Regions from separate parts of the Mus musculus genome. Here all the other regions are linked to region 2. A link is a contact called in public Hi-C data. All regions are on one chromosome and are shown on one strand. Each heading gives the region's core, a stretch centred on a gene start, on an enhancer-like site or on the middle of the called end of the contact. The rest is flanking DNA. Distances are from core to core; before and after follow the strand shown.

Region 1 (2,700 bases), core at 136-2,635, 810 kb after region 2:
ATCTTTTCATTCTGGTTTCTGCAAATTACTTCGTTTCTTTTAAAGGATGACCTTTGTGTTTATATTAAAATATAAATTTATTTTTAAAACGCAATTGTAATATAAATCTTGCTGTGATAACCATGTTCTCCTCAAACTATGTTTCCAGCTAACCTTGTCTCTCCCCAGGGCAAGTCCTCATCAACTCCCTAGACTGCTGACCACACAGATCTCAGTCCTGTTTAATTCCTCCAGTTATTTCAGAGTAAGGCCCTGGAGTAGACTTTGGTGGGCCCCTTACCTGACTGCCTCTTCAACTGCAACTAATTTCTTTCCTTCCCCTTTCTTCTTCCCACCCCCACTGCAGCAATGCAGAGCTTCGCTTGATTCTTTGGAAATATACACAGCTATTGTTTGACTGTTATGTCTCCGGGCTTTGTCTATAGCCTCATTCTTGTAGAAGGTTTTTCCCCCTTGGTCTGATTCTAAGTCCTTTGAACTATGCCTGGTTAAGATGGTGAGGAATTCCACAGAGGCCTCTGTGTGGTATCTGTAATTCGCATGAGCTAGATGTAGTCTCATCAGGACAGGACCTATGTCAGGTGTGTTCTCTTTCATCTTCCATTCATATTGCAACTGCTTGTGATAAATGCTGAATCAGTGGGTTTGTAATCCAGATTTAAAAATTATAGTAACAGCTTAATTTTGCCCACATTGAAAAAAAAAAACTTTTTTTCTTTCTTTCTTTTTTTTTTTTTTTTTTGCATGTGTTTTATTCATTGACTCAATTACTACCTGACTCAATTACTACCGCATGCTGCAGGCATTTATAAAATGACTTCTGTCTGCCAGGTCACAGATTAGACGCTGGAGCTGAGATGTGCCAAGCGTCATCTCTGTCAACAGAGAAAATGTCAGATGAGAAAGTGAGCCGTGTGGAAGCTAATTATTGGCTGCCTGAGATGTATTTGGATAGCAGCAATTGAAGGCGGAGGAGGAAGTAGCCACCTCTGCCTACAAAGTCCAGGAGAGGCTCCACAGGAGAAAGAGACTTCTGTGCCAGAGGTGGGGCAAGCAAGCTCTTAGGAGAGAGGAGTGGGGGGGGGGGATACCAGGTGGATGATTTGTCAGAACTGGACAGGCAGACTGTGAAGGGCCATCTGTGTTCCAAACACTGTGAGCTGCTGAGGATCTCCTGAGGCCTCTACTCAGGTCTGGGCTGTGTTCAGAGACAGCAGCACATTCTATTAACAATTGTTTACTTAGGATAGGAAATAATGGGTTTCGCTGTAGCATTTTAAACTTGTATACTTTGCTCACATTCCCTACCTTGGCTCCTTCCATTTTTTTTCTGCCCTTGTGAAGATAGCTAGATAATGCATAGGTAGGTAGACAGATTCCATATGGAAGAGAAACTTGTAACATTTGTCAATGTCCTTTCATTTCCTTGTTCCTTCCTCCTATTCCCTTTAGGCCCTGGCTCCGTCCTCCAGCCACATAGCTCCATCTGTGCTTTTATGTTACACACACACACACACACACACACCACCCTATATAGATTCCAAACATGAGAGAAATAACACACTTACAGATAACATGTTCTGTTTCCACCTTCATCATCACCATCATCGCTGAGACAAGGTCTCTTACTAAAACTGAAGCTCATTGAGTTGGCTAGGCGTCCTGGCTAATGAGTTGCAGAGATCTTCCTGTCTATCCTTCCCTAGTGCTGGGATTACAGGAGTACAAAGCTCTCCCTGGGCATTTTATATGTGTGCTGAATTTAGGACCACGTGTTTGCATACCTTGATAGGCTAAGTCATCTCCCCACCTCTTGATTTGACTTTTAAATCTGTTGTGTTACATAGTCTTGAAAATATGGGGCTTTTGGAAAAAGGACATATATATTATATACACTGTTGCTTTTTCCGTGAGACTACTTTCGATGATTATATTTGCCTCAGCTCATCTGCCTGTCCTTAATACTGCTGTTTATGGAAAGATGGCAAACTACTAGAGCCAACCTGGGTTTTGTTTCCTAAATAATGGCTGTGACTTGTGAGAAGTTTAACTACTCATCATGTTATCTTTCAAATAAATTAATGGAAATCCAAGTCAAAATCTGTTATGATATAAAATCTTCATAATAATGAGGGATTGGTTCTTAGTGGGGCAAGTTTAGGATAGGATTACATTCCTTGGAAACACGTGCTGCTCTATAAAACCCGTCTAAACATGTTCCCTCTTAAAACCATAATATTCTCGTCTGAACTTCAAAATCCAGGCTGATCTGAAAGATAATTTTATGGCCAGTGCTGTTAATTTCTTTCTCAGTGACTCTCTTGACTAGAAAGTACGGAGGGCTCTGAGAGCGTGGAATGAATGGTTGCCGTCCTTTTCTTTCTGGATGTAAACCTGTTTCTCAGCCCTCATTCAGTTCTTGAAAGATTATTGGTCTTTACATCCCAAATGTGGTAAGACTGACTGAGCCATTTGTTGTGAAGGGAACAGAAAATGACATCAGTGGGCATCAATATTGCTGTCAATCAAGACAAACAAATCTATTACACTTGAATGCTGCATAGTCCTGGGTGAACGACCAGTGGAAAGCAAGATGCTTCAAATTGTGAGGAAAGCATACAATTGTGATTCTTCCACTAAGAAATAAAATAGCAAGTACTGCAATGTCCAAAGGTTACAGTTGCAGGGAAAATAGTAGGT
Region 2 (2,700 bases), core at 70-2,569:
ACTATCTGAAAGGTTTGGATAGTAATAAGGCTTTCTTACCACTTAATATGCCCTGGTGAAACTCTATGATCTGCTATGTAGTAACATTGTTAAACTGTTACACCTGGAAGGCTTCATTTAAGACATTTGCTGTCTAACTAAAAGGAGATGGTTTCTTGTTATTCATTCACACATAAGGGAAGGCAAAAATAATCACCGACTTGCATTCAACAAAACACGGAGTTAAGAGAAGCAGTCCCTAAGATGATGAGCCCATTGGCACCCTGCTCCATGAGGTAGAATCTACTGCAGCTGCGTCCTCAGTTTTATTAGGAAAGATAGCCCATTTTGTGATCTACGACGTTTAAATCAATTGAACTGTAGTGAAATCTCTCCCCTGAAATGGCTATTACACAGCTTGCAACCTTTTGTTCAAGAGATTAAGTTTGCATCTCCTCACATTATCTCCTTGTAATTGGAAAACTTTCATTTTGACGCAGAAAATGTGCCAGCGTCCCCGAGAGCCTTGCCACAAGCCAATGCAGAATGCCATCTGGAGGGTCCGTGCCCACATCAGGCGGCAGCCTCCTGTCGGGCAGGATCTGGAACTTTGCAACGAACAACTAATAACATCTTAAGCTCCATTTGTCTAGCTCATGAGTGCTCTTGGCAGAGGTCATAACCAGCAGTGGTTTTCTTGATTTGCTGCATCAAATGTAATTAGGTTAAAGCACTCACTGACAGAGCCTCTGATAATGGCATGAAAGCCTCAGGCTTGAATTTACCCATCCAGTCAAATTTAAGTTTAGAGCAGCAAAGATGTATTAATTTCATCACTGGGACAATGAATATTGGTAAACTTGAAAGGTATTTATTTGGAACAAAGCAGTTTTCCTTCCTTTGGATTTCATACGTCTTTGGTTTCTGTTTTAAAGTTGAATTGAATCAATGCATGTTCTGGTTCCTAGCTTCTGATAAAGTCGCTGATGTCCCCTGCTAGGAGACATAGTCTCATGTGCACACAAACCACACATCTGAACCATTGGTCATACTGTGTAAAATGATAAGATATCTTCAGCGTGTTACTCTGCATAACTGAATTCTGACAGTTGTTATTCATAAAGACAGAAACGACACCGTGGTTGACCTTTTAACCCTTGCCTGTTGAAAAACTCCAGGGTAGCAGAGGTCTCTTCATAAATGAGTCAGGTCGTGGCTGTGAGTAAAACAGAGAACCATTGCTGAGGGTTAAATTTAGGGCAAGCTCGGGCCCAGAGCATGAGACAGACGTTAGCTATTATTAAGGGTATACAAAAAGAGTTTCTGCTCTCTGCTAGAGAAAGAGAGAGCTGGAGTGTGGTCTCAGCCAGAAGGCAGAGGTTCCTGGCATGGCTGCAATGTTAATGATCCTCACAAGGCTTTAAGAATCAGCAGTGGAGTTAGGATGTGACATAAAAGACAGTCTCAGGAGGGCTGAATTTTTCAAACTGACTTCCACATTTCTTCTCCTGTCCCTGTCTCTTAGAAATACTGGCACTACTGGAGCCAGTGGAGGAGCACAACTGAAATCTCTCAGGAACAGCAGTGATTCCCGTTGACTTTGTACCTCATTGGGGGATGGGGTGTTAGTTTGAATGTTTCAGGTGGTTCTCCTTCTGATAAAAGCAATAGGCATGTGTGAGGATGAGGTTAAGTAAGTGTTTATTTGAGGATTTAATATTGCACACGCTGATGGAGTACAGCAATTACCGTGCTGTGATTTTCATATTCATATGTGCCATATTTATTTGTTGTTTACCTCTCTGCATAATGGAAATGCCATGAAAATCTGTTCCTTCTACTGCTTTAATTTTAAATGAAGCTAAATGTTATGTATAATTTTAAGTTACAGATTGCTAATTTCATTCTGTTTTAAATACTCTACACATAAGAAGCTCTTAGGCTCCTGCAGGAGTCCCTGCTTTGAGCAGAATCAAAGCATAATTCTCTCAGTAATTATATAATAGGTAGGTAGTTAATAGATTAAACATGAGCCCGAGACATCATCACATCGACAGTCTATTTCAAACCATATAGTTACCTGTGCTGTTCATATGTATATGACTCTCTGTAAATAGAATGTGTATGCCTTTGTAACTTTCCTGACAAATATAATGTAGTTAAAAGCTTACTGCATCTGTTGTAAAGTATTTGCATCTAGCTTACTTATTAGTAATCTGGTTACAGACTCGGTACTTGGTGAAATGGTTGCGAAAGCTTCAGGAACAACCCAGTTTTCACCTACTTTCACGATAGTATTTTAAAGAGGCTGCCAATGGCAGAATGCAAAGCTAGTTTACCTTATAAAGGAACAAAGCAAGGGAAACATTGAAAAATTAACTCTATAGCTGTTGTGTAGCTTTCTGTCACTAGCCTGAGAATCCCTTCATGTGCTGTATCTCAACTTCTGTTTCCTGGCCCATCCTTTTTTTTCCTCTCCTCAACTCCAGAGCTGTATCTGGAACCTGGTTATATGCCATCCAAGACCTACTAAAATTATTCACTCATTTAATATGCATCACTCTACACTTAGCACATATATATCTATATCTACCTAGATGTCTCTATCAATCTATTTATCTATGTAGATATTTGTTAGAGATATTCATATTTAGATGTCTATATAGAGATATTTAGATAAGGTCTCTCCTGCTGGCTACAGCCTTCATGGGAACAAATCTA
Region 3 (2,700 bases), core at 52-2,551, 550 kb after region 2:
CACATGATGAATTCTTAAACCAAAGCCTAACAACCACAAAGTGTTTCTGTGCCATTTGAGAAAATTAGGCCAGAAACATTAGTGTTTTTCTCTTTGATTTCCCCGGTAGATCAGTGTAAATTGGCAGTAGAAACTATGTATCATCATGAAGGTCAGAACAGAGACTCAGAAGAAAGAAAACTGCATTACAGCTGTGGGTGTAGGGCCAGGCAACTGTGAGAGTGAAGGTCCAAAGCCACCAGGCAGAAACTGTGAGAGAAACACGTATTTCCCAAGTCAGGAACTGAAGCCAAGTAGAGGTGCATTGTCACAGTGTCCACAGAGAAGCTCCGGGGACACAGAGTCTTTTGTTTCTTGCCCTTTAATATAACGGCAACAGAAACATATAGGAAACCAGGCCTTTCCAGTGTGACCTAACTAGGAGTCAGTGCAAACTGACTGGGATAATAAACTCCAACTCCCTATAAGTCATGTCATGAAAGGTAAGGGCAAAGAGTCAATGGACATAGCCTGGGTGATTAATATTTTCTTTGTGTTTTACTTATTTCAGTCCAGGAGAGAAGCAATAACTTAAATTGCTGTATATGGTAAACATCAACACCAGGTTTTGTGTTGGAGGCCGTATCTCTTGGATTAGTTCTAGTTAGTGGCATACAGGACTGAGCTCCTGTTCTCAGTTTAATAAACCAGACCGTGGCTCTGTCTAACCCCTGACGCAGCCCAATGGAGAGATGCATCAAATGAAAGGGGAAGAGAGGTTTAACTGAACAGTTTATACCTTTGAAGTATTATGAACTCACTCTCACATTCCACGAGAACACGTTTGCTTTTCTTGGCCCTGTCTTGATAGATTTCCACTCCTCTTGTTACACAGGCAGGGTGTGGATCGCTACACTGGGAGGCTGAAGGCACCATCAAAACGGTTCCCTCTCCTCAGCTCTTGAGAACACGTTTCCAGCTCCAGTCCGAGCTTTCCACTTATCACCAAATAGAGCTCCCAACATTTCCTGGTGACGATTGTGTTAATCTGCCAGTTTTCTCCAACAGGAAGCCTTTTCCTGATATAATCTAAATGTTCCTCTACCTAACTCCATCCCACTGTTCACTCCCATGGCTATCTCTTTGAATACTGCAGAACGGTATCAGCTCCTTTGTCTGACTCCTATTTTTAGACCCAATTTGTTACGTCCATAAAGCCAATGGCTTAAATTTAGCTCCGTTTGAGTTTCTCCCATTAGTCACTTAGTGTGTCACTCCCTTAGTCATTTTTGTTGCTTGGTTGGTTTTCAGTTTCGTGATGCTCGGCCTTAAGAATGAAAACAGTTTTTCAGGGACAGCTCATAAGGGTGGAGTCAGTTACTGTAGTCTACAGATGAAATGGCCCTACCTATTGCTGACATGTACACTTAGTATCCTTAAATTTTTCATCCTTTCTCAAGCCATGTTCCTTCCATCTTACATGACTAGTTTTGAGCTCCTAGTAACGTGATGTCCCACAATGCCATGCCATTTTCAGACTTCAGCACTATGCCTGGAACAGTTGGAGCTACTGATACCCCTGGTGAACAAATGAAAAAGTTAATGGCTCAAACATTGCTAGTGAGGTCATTTGTAAGTTATTTGTGTAGAATTATAAAATGCTTTAGTTTTCTACTACTTAGGAAACCTCTTATTATAAATTATAGGCAGATAATAAAGTGACGTTGGATGGAGTGGTAGATAAATAGATTGACTGACTGATTTATTAACTGATTTAGATTTGCCAGCATATAATCTTGTCCCATAGGATTTGTGACGTAGGAAGTAGTGTGAGAAGTCTGACACCTGTTCATACTTTACTCTTTGTGCAAAGATGCTGTCATATAATGCCATGGGTACCGCCCAGGGATAGCTGCTATTTAAATGGCCTTATCTTTATTTGTTTCAAGTTCTGAATGTTTGGCAGCTCTCTGGGAACCCACCAGGTTAGTTCTGATGAGTCTCACATAAGTGCTATAACTCAAGGGAGTGGGAAGTTACCCTCTTGTACTTATGAGACTCATTATTGGTCAATAACCAGCATCCATTGGCGATTCTTGCTGTGGTCTTACAGCACTTTCGTTTCTGTATGTGCTTTTTTATGTATTCGGGCTTTACAGGGAATTGTGAAGTTGGTCGCTTGGTGGCGCTGTAGCTAATAGCTTGATTTTCTTTTGTATTTTTCCATCGCCTTCTTAGCTTTTGTTTTTTAATGACAGCTACGTGAAATATGCTCCCGTCTTAAAACTCTGCTGCAGGAGAAATGATTTAATGGCTCTTGACTTCTGGATTAATTTTGAGCATTAGAAACATTGTAAAAACAGATTCTTGCTAGTAATGATCATTATCATGATGGCTTGGGGCATAATCATTTACCAACATTAGCCAAGTGATTAAAATCCATCATGAGTTTAATTTGTAAAGATTTAGTTCCTTTGCAATAAATGGCTAATGGTATTAGCCTCATCTGTGTGGGGCCCGAATTTACCATTCTAGGACTTTGAGCTTTCAAACTAGATTTCTGTCCACCCTTGCTGCCATATGTCATTCATGCCTGATATTTACCAAGTATGTGGCATTTCCTATATCAGTGCTGAATGGGGCCATATGGTGTACAACATACAGGCAGTCATAACCTGCTAGTTCATAATTTATTATTCCATAAAGCAAGCGACCTTAATG

What was found. Hi-C and Micro-C count contacts between places; a contact is called where the count stands out from the background.
Region 1: a Hi-C map of the N1E-115 cell line shows a contact between it and region 2, with 15 times the contacts expected there. The contact joins two enhancer-like sites. A contact is called at or near these places in 2 of 39 promoter capture datasets (the 3T3-L1 cell line and hippocampal neurons), 3 of 15 datasets of contacts at CTCF or cohesin (the NIH/3T3 cell line, large pre-B cells and pro-B cells), 55 of 484 Hi-C or Micro-C datasets (the 3T3-L1 cell line, 3T3-L1-derived adipocytes, the Ba/F3 cell line and 36 more) and 1 of 115 datasets of contacts at active chromatin or transcription factors (astrocytes).
Region 3: a Hi-C map of the G1E-ER4 cell line shows a contact between it and region 2, with 11 times the contacts expected there. The contact joins two enhancer-like sites. A contact is called at or near these places in 2 of 15 datasets of contacts at CTCF or cohesin (CD8 T cells and large pre-B cells), 76 of 484 Hi-C or Micro-C datasets (the AML12 cell line, B cells, the C2C12 cell line and 52 more), 5 of 115 datasets of contacts at active chromatin or transcription factors (CD8 T cells, PVALB interneurons, bone marrow-derived dendritic cells and 2 more) and 1 of 9 other capture datasets (embryonic stem cells).

The regions. Positions count from the first base shown.
Region 1 is chr2:79,767,661-79,770,360 of GRCm38.p6, forward strand. The region is part of intron 4 of Ppp1r1c (protein phosphatase 1, regulatory inhibitor subunit 1C); the gene reads left to right. Among named protein-coding and RNA genes, the nearest start is that of Ppp1r1c, 61 kb to the left of the region's middle. Within about 2 kb of position 1,386, at least 9 of the 459 cell types and tissues checked have an H3K27ac peak or open chromatin away from gene starts, as enhancers often do. A contact at or near this core is called in the N1E-115 cell line and cerebellum, where this site is marked.
Region 2 is chr2:78,960,667-78,963,366 of GRCm38.p6, forward strand. No RefSeq gene overlaps it. Among named protein-coding and RNA genes, the nearest start is that of Gm37004, 11 kb to the right of the region's middle. Within about 2 kb of position 1,320, at least 42 of the 459 cell types and tissues checked have an H3K27ac peak or open chromatin away from gene starts, as enhancers often do. A contact at or near this core is called in the G1E-ER4 cell line, the N1E-115 cell line and cerebellum, where this site is marked.
Region 3 is chr2:79,509,995-79,512,694 of GRCm38.p6, forward strand. No RefSeq gene overlaps it. Among named protein-coding and RNA genes, the nearest start is that of Gm39867, 38 kb to the right of the region's middle. Within about 2 kb of position 1,302, at least 59 of the 459 cell types and tissues checked have an H3K27ac peak or open chromatin away from gene starts, as enhancers often do. A contact at or near this core is called in the G1E-ER4 cell line and the N1E-115 cell line, where this site is marked.